3 separate regions of the Mus musculus genome follow, and regions 1 and 3 are each linked to region 2. The links are chromatin contacts, called in public HiChIP or PLAC-seq maps. All regions are on one chromosome and are shown on one strand. The core of a region is the stretch at or near the end of the contact, and the rest is flanking DNA. Distances in the headings are between cores, read along the strand shown. Region 1 overlaps Gm2164 (predicted gene 2164). Region 2 has its middle 93 kb from the start of Gm40242. Region 3 holds the start of 4933407E24Rik (RIKEN cDNA 4933407E24 gene).

The links. HiChIP or PLAC-seq counts read pairs in DNA pulled down with a chosen protein or histone mark.
Region 1: a contact with region 2 is called in an H3K4me3 HiChIP or PLAC-seq map of forebrain, with 7 times the contacts expected there. The contact joins two enhancer-like sites. A contact is called at or near these places in 2 of 39 promoter capture datasets (cranial neural crest and maxillary cranial neural crest), 1 of 484 Hi-C or Micro-C datasets (nephron progenitors), 7 of 115 datasets of contacts at active chromatin or transcription factors (embryonic basal ganglia, embryonic forebrain, embryonic hindbrain and 3 more) and 1 of 9 other capture datasets (embryonic tail).
Region 3: a contact with region 2 is called in an H3K4me3 HiChIP or PLAC-seq map of forebrain, with 5 times the contacts expected there. The contact joins the promoter of 4933407E24Rik here to the enhancer-like site in region 2. A contact is called at or near these places in 1 of 484 Hi-C or Micro-C datasets (bone marrow-derived macrophages), 6 of 115 datasets of contacts at active chromatin or transcription factors (embryonic basal ganglia, embryonic forebrain, embryonic stem cells and 2 more) and 1 of 9 other capture datasets (embryonic stem cells).

Annotation. Positions count from the first base shown.
Region 1 is chr4:124,622,587-124,625,835 of GRCm38.p6, reverse strand. The region is part of intron 1 of Gm2164 (predicted gene 2164); the gene reads left to right. Among named protein-coding and RNA genes, the nearest start is that of Gm2164, 33 kb to the left of the region's middle. Within about 2 kb of position 1,610, at least 46 of the 459 cell types and tissues checked have an H3K27ac peak or open chromatin away from gene starts, as enhancers often do. A contact at or near this core is called in forebrain, where this site is marked.
Region 2 is chr4:124,177,525-124,180,789 of GRCm38.p6, reverse strand. No RefSeq gene overlaps it. Among named protein-coding and RNA genes, the nearest start is that of Gm40242, 93 kb to the left of the region's middle. Within about 2 kb of position 1,974, at least 19 of the 459 cell types and tissues checked have an H3K27ac peak or open chromatin away from gene starts, as enhancers often do. A contact at or near this core is called in forebrain, where this site is marked.
Region 3 is chr4:124,567,348-124,570,546 of GRCm38.p6, reverse strand. 4933407E24Rik (RIKEN cDNA 4933407E24 gene) reads right to left here and starts at 1,368. Exons shown (of 3, transcript NR_045819.1): 1 at 1,254-1,368. All of the region lies in intron 1 of Gm2164 (predicted gene 2164), which reads left to right.

The DNA.
Region 1 (3,249 bases), core at 361-2,860, 450 kb before region 2:
CCCCCTCTCCCTTACTGTGGGTCCCAGCTCTGGCTCCTAGGTAGGTGGCCGGGGTCATGCAAATGCACAAGGGTCATCTCCTTAGCCTGCATCATAGTCTGCTTTGCACTAAAGCTCAAGGTTGACTCCAACTTGAAGTGTGGGGCACATGGTCAGTCATCTACAGGGACTAGGGTGTACAGATATAGGGAGAGAGCCTCTTTTGCCGGGACGTGAAGTAATTGGTTTAGCACGCAGGGGTATGGAGCTGTGTGTCACTGTGCCTGGGGTGGGGGCTTTCAGCAGCAGCTCTTCTTCTGGGACAGTGGGTGGAGGACATCTGTGCTCAACACCAACAGTCTCAGGCCCCATGCCTGTTAGGAGCCTAGGGAGTTTGAGGGAGAAAGAACATGAAGTGCTATTGAACACCAACTGTGTGTCAGTGTGTTCCTGGTCTCTTCTGCCCATGATGTCATTTCCTCTCTAGGATAAGCTCAGGAGGAAGGAGTTATCACCCCCATTGGCAGGTGAAAAACAGCTTCACAGATAAAAATTCTGTCTGGATACGGAATACCTGTATTCATGTATTCATCATTTAATTGTGTGTATGTGTGCACGTGCGCATTCATATGTGCATGTATAAGACCCCATATTCACTTATTCACCATTTAATTTGTGTGTGTGCACATATGTGCATGGATATGACCCTGTATTCATTTATTCACCCTTTATATGTGTGTGTGTGTGCACATGTGCATGGGTAATGGAGACCAGAGGGTGACTTTAGATTTTATTCCTTAGGCTCTGTCCACCTTATTTTTTCGAGGCAAAGTCTTTCGCTGGGATCTGGGGTTCACTGATTAGGCTGACTAGAGAGCCCCAAGGACCCTTCTGTCTGCCTGTCCTTCCCAGGGCTGAGATTACAAGTGTGTGCCAGCATAGCTGACTTTTCACGTGATTGAACTCACATCCTGTGGTCGCATGGCAAACACAGTACCATCTCCCTCAAACCCCTGCTTCTGTCTGTTTTGTTTGTGACCCAGGCTGGCCTCGAATTTGTCATCCTCCTGCTTCAGTCCTTAGAGTACTGGGATCACAGGCTGGAGTGGCCACACCCTGGTCCTGACTCGGAGATTCTTAATCAGGATCACTGTGTGATTATGTTGAGGCTTGGGCCTCTCTGCCTTTTGCAGAAGGGGAACCTGGACCCAGGTCAGAAACCAGGCCTGCAGTTTCCGCATTTGGCAATCTCAACCTGTTTGCACCAGCGTTCCCGAATCCTCAGTGAGAAGGGCACTTGGCAGGCTTACTAGGAAGGGCTTCCTGCGGGCTGCATTCCTGCTCGCTGTCCTGGAGGCTGATGGGAGCTTCACAAGCCCCCCTTTCAGAGCACCCAACAAGGCCCCTTCAGAGCCTGGGCTCGGCTGTACAAACACGCACATCTGGGCTGCTGTCCGGAGCAAGGCAGCGGAACTCCCCCACAGCTGGCCCTCTGCTCCTGACCTTCAGGACAAAGGGAGGCTTTGGCCATGTGGGGGCTCCCAGGAACTTGGGGCTCTGGAGGGTACAGCAGGGAACAGCTTTCTCCTTCTGCTGCCTGGAACTCTGCCTTTGACAGCACTTCCTGCTGAGGGCATGCCCTTCCCCCCTGGAGGGTTGGCACCCATCAGGACTGGGGAAGACAGAACAAAGGCTGTAGGCAGACAGGAGCCAAGTTAAAGGCACAGAAGAGCCAAGCAGCCCGCCTGCTGCAGGCCCAATCCTCTCAGAGTTTGTAATTTTGTGGAGTAGAAAGACAGAGATCAGTCATAAAAACAATAGGAGGTGCCTCTTACACGGGGTGCCTCTTCAGCTTCCGGGACTGGCTTGGGTGCTCCACACATCTCTTCTTCACAGAAACCCTACTAGGGGGCTGCTATTTTAAAGATTTTTCATTTGAAGTGCAGAGAATTAAGGTGACTTGCTGAAAGTCACACAGGGCCAGGATTTGAACATGGGCAGTGTACACTCTTATCAGTGATTCACCTTTACAAACTATCACAGGGGCAGTGCCAGGAAGAGCTGCGGGGGGTGGGGGAGGAATCGGGTCTGAGCTGCCAGGTGAAAATTGTCGTGATGGTTTAGATAGGAACTGGCAGCCATCCGGCTTGGACTAGGGCAGCAGCGAGAGCATGGGAAGGAGAATGGGCCTTTCCATGGGAGAGAGAGACTCCGGGTGTGGAATGGCATTTGCTGGTGACTGGGCAGGTGTGTCAGTGAGGGTGAAGGTGGAGCTGATGACCCCACCCAGAGCTTGGGGCATGAGCCAGCCAGCTTCATCAGCTTCTATCCTGGCCTGCTTACCAGGCCCACCTTGGCTTTTTTTTTTCTTCTTCTTCTTCAGGAAGATGGGAGAGGTGTGTGGGACATATTTGGCGCTCCTGACATTGTAATACTCTAGCTGCCGAGAATATCCTCAAGGGCTGGTTGGGAGAAGGTGTGTGTGCTCAGAGGAAGCCTAGAGATGGGCCACAGACTTGAATCCAGAGTCCTTGGATGATTTGGGGACTCCGGTAACTCACTTAAGACTATGCCTCAACTTCTGACATAATGCCTTACGAAATAACTCCTTATCTCCCAAGGGCGAGGATGGTCAGGACAGAGTACCTCAGAAGTATGGGGCTAGGGGTCTCTGGGCTAGTTTAGCTGCCTGTCTAGCCCATTAGGGGAGGCTAGCTGGGGCAGGCTCAGGAAGTCTGGACACTGGGCTCCAGGATATGATATAAAGTTGGTTGTTATGCCTTCTTTATTTTGGGCCTTAGTTTTCTGACCAGCAACATATCCCCCTCACCCCAGAGGTTGGATAGTCAGGGTGGTCTTGCCTGAGGTGGAGAGAACAGTAATGCACACTTGGCTCCAGGGTTCAGGCTGGATCCCAATAACATCTTTTTCATACCAAGCTCGTCCATTCTTTTAACCATGCTTACAAAGTGCCAGGCCCTGGCTGGCAATGTAACTCAGTGGTAGAATGTTTTCCCAGCATGCTTTATCCCACAACCCTGGACCATGACACAGAACAGCACAGAGTGCTAGGCGGACCCTGGCCTTTAGCCTGCAACACGGTGGTGACTCAAGGTTGGCAAGGTCCTAGCTTCCCGAAGCACGCTGTGACAGACTGAGGAGACACAAACAAAACCAAAAACTATCACCAGAATGCAGAAACAACAGACTGCTTTACAGGGACATAAATGGGTAAATAAGTCAAAATCAAATTTCTAGTATCAAGGAGAG
Region 2 (3,265 bases), core at 725-3,224:
TCATGTGCTCTGCAGCTGCTTCAGTGGGCAGGCAACCACATCAGCTATGCTCAAGCAGGACCGATGGGTGCTGTGCCTGTCTGTGGCACAGCCATCACTATGACCCAGAGGCAGAATTCATCTCTCTTGGAGCAGATCAGGTCTGAGCTAACCAAGGCCATTCATGGCTCTAATTTCGGGGGGGGGGGAGCTCTCCGATCTTCAAAAACACACATATCCTCAGAAAATGTTAAAATGTTCCCTCTGCTGCTATACACTCACCTAAAGCTGATACCTTCTCCTCTCTAATCTTTCTCCCACGGACCTTGTGCAGCTCCGTTGAGAAGCATCTAAAAATTAATTACACATTCTTTATAAAATATAATTATGATAAGAAAAATAAAATACGAACTACTAGAGAATATATTAAATATTGAGTTTGCATATAACATTCAAATAAAACCCTTTCCAACGTTTTAATGAGAAACTCCAAATTGCCTCCAGAAGAATATTTTTTTAATATCAAGTTTTATACTGGAAATGATTACCTAATTGATCAAATGACTCCACAGAAACAATCAAAACATTAGGGAGGATCTTTTCAAATCCTTGATAGCCATTCTCCTTGAGGGAGTCTGTTCTAGGAGTCATAGAGTACTTACAGTCATTTAAGACAAATATTTAACCCATGATTGAAATTATGCTTACAGAATAAAGGAGGCCTTTTCTTAGTGATAAAAGTAACATTAGAATGTATTGTGCTAAAGCAAACACATGCACGAAGTATTTCAGAACCCTGCTAGAGTTCTAGTCTGCAGAGCAGAAACACTCTGCAGGTCTGGGGTGATGGTGAAGTTGGTAAGGCACTAGTCTTGAAACCACAAGGCTCCCCAGAGTTTGAGGCTCACCAGAACCCTGCCAAGCCTGGTGTTGAGGCTTGTAACACCAGCACTGAGGGCAGTTAAGGTCCTCTGGAGAGCCGATCTAACCTAAATGGTGGGTTCCAGGTCAGTGGGAAACCCTATCTCAAAGGAGGTGAACACCATTCCTGACGATGGCTCCTGAGGCTGTCCACTGGCCTCCACATGCACACATTTACACCCACATACGTGTGTGTGCATGCACATGCATATGTCCCGGTGTCTCCACGGGGACATTGCAGAGGGGGATTGGCATGGTGAGCCTGCCAGAGTGTTGCCGTGCCTTGTCTGCTAACACAAACTCCAGCCTCTCATGGGACCTCATCTTCATGATGGACTCGGCCACATGTCACCTGGTACAGGGCATCTCAGGCACCTGTGTTTCCTGGTGCCTTTCCACTGATCTCCAGTCCAAGAGTCCCAGAAATCCCAGGGGCGGTCAGACTGCTGGGACAGTGAATGGAGAAGGAGACCTTAGCATTTTTGGCCCCTGGGGTACACTTTGGCTCAGAGGATCGAGAAGGAGGCTCACAGTCAGCTTTGGCATAGAGGTGCAGCCCACTGACTGGGAGTAGGAAGCCTTAGTGGATGTTGCTTTGGTTATCCCAAATCCCAGAGCATAATAGTGACTGGGGCTAGATAAGAGCTGAGGACACTTCTCAATCCTCCTAGGTCCTCAAGAACCCTTGAAGTGACTTGAAGGACCAGGCCTAGCTACCAAGGAGACAGAAAACGCAGGGATGTGAGGGGCAGCTGGGACTGGTAACAGAGGGTGTGGGGAGATTAGCAGGGGAAAAAATGGAGGCAGCTAGGAATGGACAGGACAGGGAGGGGTGTTGCAAAGACGGAAGAGAGACCTGAAAATAGACAGAAACTGGCAAGACCTGACGGGCCCAGAGTGGTGTATGGGAAAAATGTATGGAAAGCGCTGATGCAAAGAATCTAGCTGGGTGAGTAAGATGGAGGGGGCGCGGGGACCCGGGCGCCTGGCGAGTCTGGGCCGCTGCTACTCAAACACAGGCGCGGGCGCCCTTTGGAGAAGTCGGCGCTCAGCGGAAACGCTAACTCCGCGGGCAAGAGCAAATGTAAAGAGCCCTGAGAGCACTTTGTGCAAATATCAGGCCGGGAAGTGCTGCGCCCGCGGAGCTGCCGGGCACCTCGGCGCCCCCGCGCCCTCGGCTGCGCGCTAATTCACTTTGCCGTCACCTCCCCGGGCGGGGGGCGGCGGGGCGCGGGCAGACGAAGCGTTCTAAGGGCGCGGGGCAGCTCGCGGGGCTCTGGGGCCGCGGCCCTGCCTAATGGAGCAAAAGACAGATCAGCAGAAGCCGGGCAGGTGCAGCGGGAGGGCGAGCATCGCCAGCGGTAAAGTCAGAGCCAGAGCTGCAGGGAGGACTGACTGTGTCGGGGGTCCTGTCCTTGAATTTGGGGGCTCCCACCTGTAGGTGGTCAAACTCTCTCAGCAAGACCTCCTGAGCCTCTGAGAGAAAAGGATGAGATGGAAAGGGATGCTGGAGAGGAACGAGGTTCCTAAATGCTCAAGGGCAGTTAACCATTTACCACTGTATAAGTGTCTGATGTGTAAATGCAATAATGCTTTTAACAAAAGCCCACCTTACAGATGAAACGGTTAAAGCACAGAGAGAGCCAGTCACCCATTCAGGGTTGCACAGACAGTAGCTCGCTGGTGAACAGTCTCAATCTGGCCTCAGAATTTACTCTCGAGCCCCTGACAGGGATCTGTTTTATGGATGCATTCATTTTTCTTGGGAGGGAAAGGAGGCTCAAAACTCTGGAACTGTGAGCCAGGTAGTGAAGCCTCAAGACACTAAGGGGTCGGCTCAGAAAACACGAGTGTGGGTGGATTCGCGGGACTCCAGTTCAATGTCGTGTTCACCACTAAGATGTTGAGAAATGGATTCAGCCTATGGTCGCGGGCCTATCAATCAACCTCACAGGGTTATTGTAAAGATTTGGTTAGAAAGCGTGCATGAGGAGCCTGGCCCGATATCAGCCTTGGTGAATTTATTTGATTGATATTTACCAAGAGTGGGCTCGATGCTCTTGCAGGAAACAGGGGTTAGTTCCCAACACCCAGGTCTCATGACTCATAACTGCCTGGAACTCCATTCCCTGTGGAACCAATGCCCTCTTCTGGCCTCTGAGGACACCTGTATATACCACTACCATCCCCGCCCCACCCAACACAAATGAAAGTAAAATAAACCTTACAGAAATAGCTGTACTGGGGCTGGAGATGTAGCTCAGTTGGAGAGTGCTTGCTTAGCATACAGGAAACCTTAAGTTCATTCACCAATCTCAGTATAAACTGGGTGTGATGATATATACTGTGATATATACTGTGATAT
Region 3 (3,199 bases), core at 119-2,618, 390 kb before region 2:
TTCATTATATTTTTGTAGTATTGGTGTTGGAATCTAGGCCCTTACAGATGTTAGGCACGTGCCTTATCACTGAGCTACACACCCCCAACCCCAAATCTGGCTCATTGGTTAGGTGCTTAAAAAAAGGACCGGCCAGCAAGCAAGTGGGCTGAGTTCATACTATGATATGGAAGCAGACAGACACCCTTCCATCTCTGAACATGTTTACCCTAGGATATCGTGGGAGGAAAGAGCTCCCAGAACATTTCTAGTTTGGGAAATTGCAGGTAGACTAGCTATACTCCAGGGGGGGTCTCCTTAGTTTCCCCATCTGCAAAATGGGGGCAGTGGGTTCTGGCTATTTGCAACATTGCAGGATACTGTTGGGAGGGGCTCCACCACTCAGAAGTACCCAGGAGCTTCTTCAGAAAGCAGTATGTTTAGAGCTTGTAAGAAATATAACCGATCAGGGTTCCTGAGACCCCAAGAAAGCTATACTTTTAGTTTTCTCCTCTCTCTCTACTATTTAGCCACCCCCCAACACTGAAGCGCTTAGATGGAGCCTGGGGCTCTGAGCTCAAGGGCCTTGAATTCCTCTATTCCCCCACCCCCACTTCTGCATTCCCCCCCTTCTACAAGGGAACTATTAATTGTAATTTAAGCCTCCCAAGTTAAAAGCAGCGTGTAGATTCAAAGATTCTTTCATGGCAATTACACATCGTTTCTGGCTGCACTTTAGTGCCGGGCTTTTATCTGTTGTTCTGGGGGAATCACTTACCGGCCAGAGCGCCAAGCTTCACACAGATTTCTCCCTGATTATGTTTAATGGCAAAAGGAGAGTTAACTCTCCGCCCTCCTGAGCAGTGACAGGAGTTCCCCCACTTGGCCAGACACAGCAGGGAAGAGCCGGGCACTTGGGAGTTGCAGGCACCTTCATGTTCAAGAGTCATTTGTACAAGGCTTTAAGGGGACCCGTGTGGTTCAGGGCAGGCAAGGAGCGTTTGTTGATGTTTTAAATGCCAACAGCAGCTAATTGCTTACTCTACACATTCCATAACAATGGGAGACCTCTAGGTACCAGGCTCTGGGCTGGCATCATCTCCGTATTTACATTGCAAGGTGCTGGATCTTTATGGACATATGGACAGAAAGACAGACAGACAGACAGGCACACACACACCCCACCTCCATATGCAGGGACATAGCATTTGAGCCCTCATCTCAGTCACAAATGTCCACTTGGACACTTTTCACACAGAACCTTCTCTGCTCACGTGTTTGCCGGCCCCTCGCATAGTTTGAGAGGTCACAGGAACTTGTTGTGAGTCTTGGGACAGCATGGGATGGAAATATAGAGCTGGGTCCCTGTGCCCACTTCCACTGTCCTCCTGACCCCCAACTGTCATTCCCATTTGGAACTCTAGCCTTTGTGCCTCAGCTGGGTAGCCATCCTGTGCTATGGGTGTGACTGTCAATTTCAACTACAACAGCGTTCACATCAGGTCTCCTCTGAACCTTCTCCAGTGGGTTTTTCCTTGTCTGAGGTCTTGGTGAGACCTTCCATCTCAGGACAAGAAAAGGTCATGGTTATTCTTGGGTCCTGTGTTCTCTTCACTTCCTGCACCCAGTCGTTGGCCAAACATGCTGGCTGCACTTTAAAAGCGTACCTCTGAGCCCCCTTTGTCACCGGTCACTGCCACCCTGGTACATCCTCCTCAGCTGGCTCTCTGCAGTGACTTCCAGGCAGATGGCTCTGCTTCTGCTCTTGGTCTCTATAGAAGTCTGGGGAGGGTTCATTTCAGACCAGGTCCTCCAGAGGACCTTATAGTGGCCAGCAAGTTCTTATGTGCACTGTTCTGTGTCATCCCATCTCACCTAGTTTCCACGTGGGTAACTCCCTTACAACCACCTTCAAGTCTTTGCTCAAATATCACTTCTTAATGAGGTTGTCTCAAGTATCTTCTTTGATTTCACAGCCTGCTGCCTTTTGGGGCCCTGCCCTCTGATCCTTCTTCCTCTGCTGATTTTTGCTTCTTTTCTTGCCGTCCTCTCCCTCCCCTAGAAGATACCCTTCCCAAAGCAGGTTGAACACACAGAGAAAGAGACTGTGGTAGAGAATTTCCCTTGGAGGGAGTGTACTGGGAAAGGCTCTCAGACCTGTGAAGGAAGCAGCCCAGGACAGAGGAAGGGCTGCCATCTGATGCAGTCACAGCAAAGGCTGGAGCTGATGTCCAGGGACCTGGGATCCAGGGGAGCTTTCAAAGTGGCCAGGCATTAAGACAGGGCATGGACATTTGTGATTCTCTACTGAGCAGACATGGGATGAAGGCTCTCCTAGGGAAGGGAGTAGCCGTAGGTGAAGCAGCTCCCTTTTCAGAGCAGTTTTGCAGAGAGACTGCTGAATGGCCATCCATCAACACTCCCATAACAAGGGAGAGGAGTCTCAGTTCCAAAGTGGGGAACTGGGGCAGACCAGAGAATCCATTATACACTTAAAATATACAAATGAGTATTGACATATTATATTCATTATTTCTTTTTCTTTCCCGCTCTATAGGGAGTTACACGAGGGAACGGCTGTTTGTGGCTACAGCTGCATGAGGTTTCTCAAGTGCTTGGGACAGTAGGTCCTCCATAAATGTTTCCTGAATGAATGAATGAATGAACGAATGAGCCAGTTCAATATTCTCTCTATGTCTCTCTGTGTCTCTGTCTCTCTCTGTCTCTGTGCCTCTGTGTCTCTCTCTGTCTCTCTCTCTCTGTTTTTTTTTTTAAAGACAGGGTTCTCTGTATAACAGCCTTGCCTATTCTGGCATTTGCTTTGTAGACCAAGCTGACCTCAAATTCAGATATCCTCCTGAGTGCTGGGTCTAAAGGCATGTGCCACTGTGTCAGCTGCTGGTTCAATCCTCAGTGTCCTTATTTGCCTCAATCACCACCCTAACTGGAATCTTGGTTCCAGTTCTGACACCAACCAGTTGCACAAACCACAGACAGGTCTAGCTCCTTGGAACCTTTGCTTCCTTCTCTGGGAAATGGGTAAATAGAGGCACCTGTCTCATGGGTTAGAAGGAGGAATGAGCAAACTTGTAAATGTAGCTAGCTGGTGCTCAGTGAAGGTTGGTTGCTGTTGGTGACATCACTCTTGCTCCCAGGAGTCTGCATAGACTTGAACGTGGAGCTCGGACTCCAGCTGGTGCACTCGTGGTCAACAGGTGAG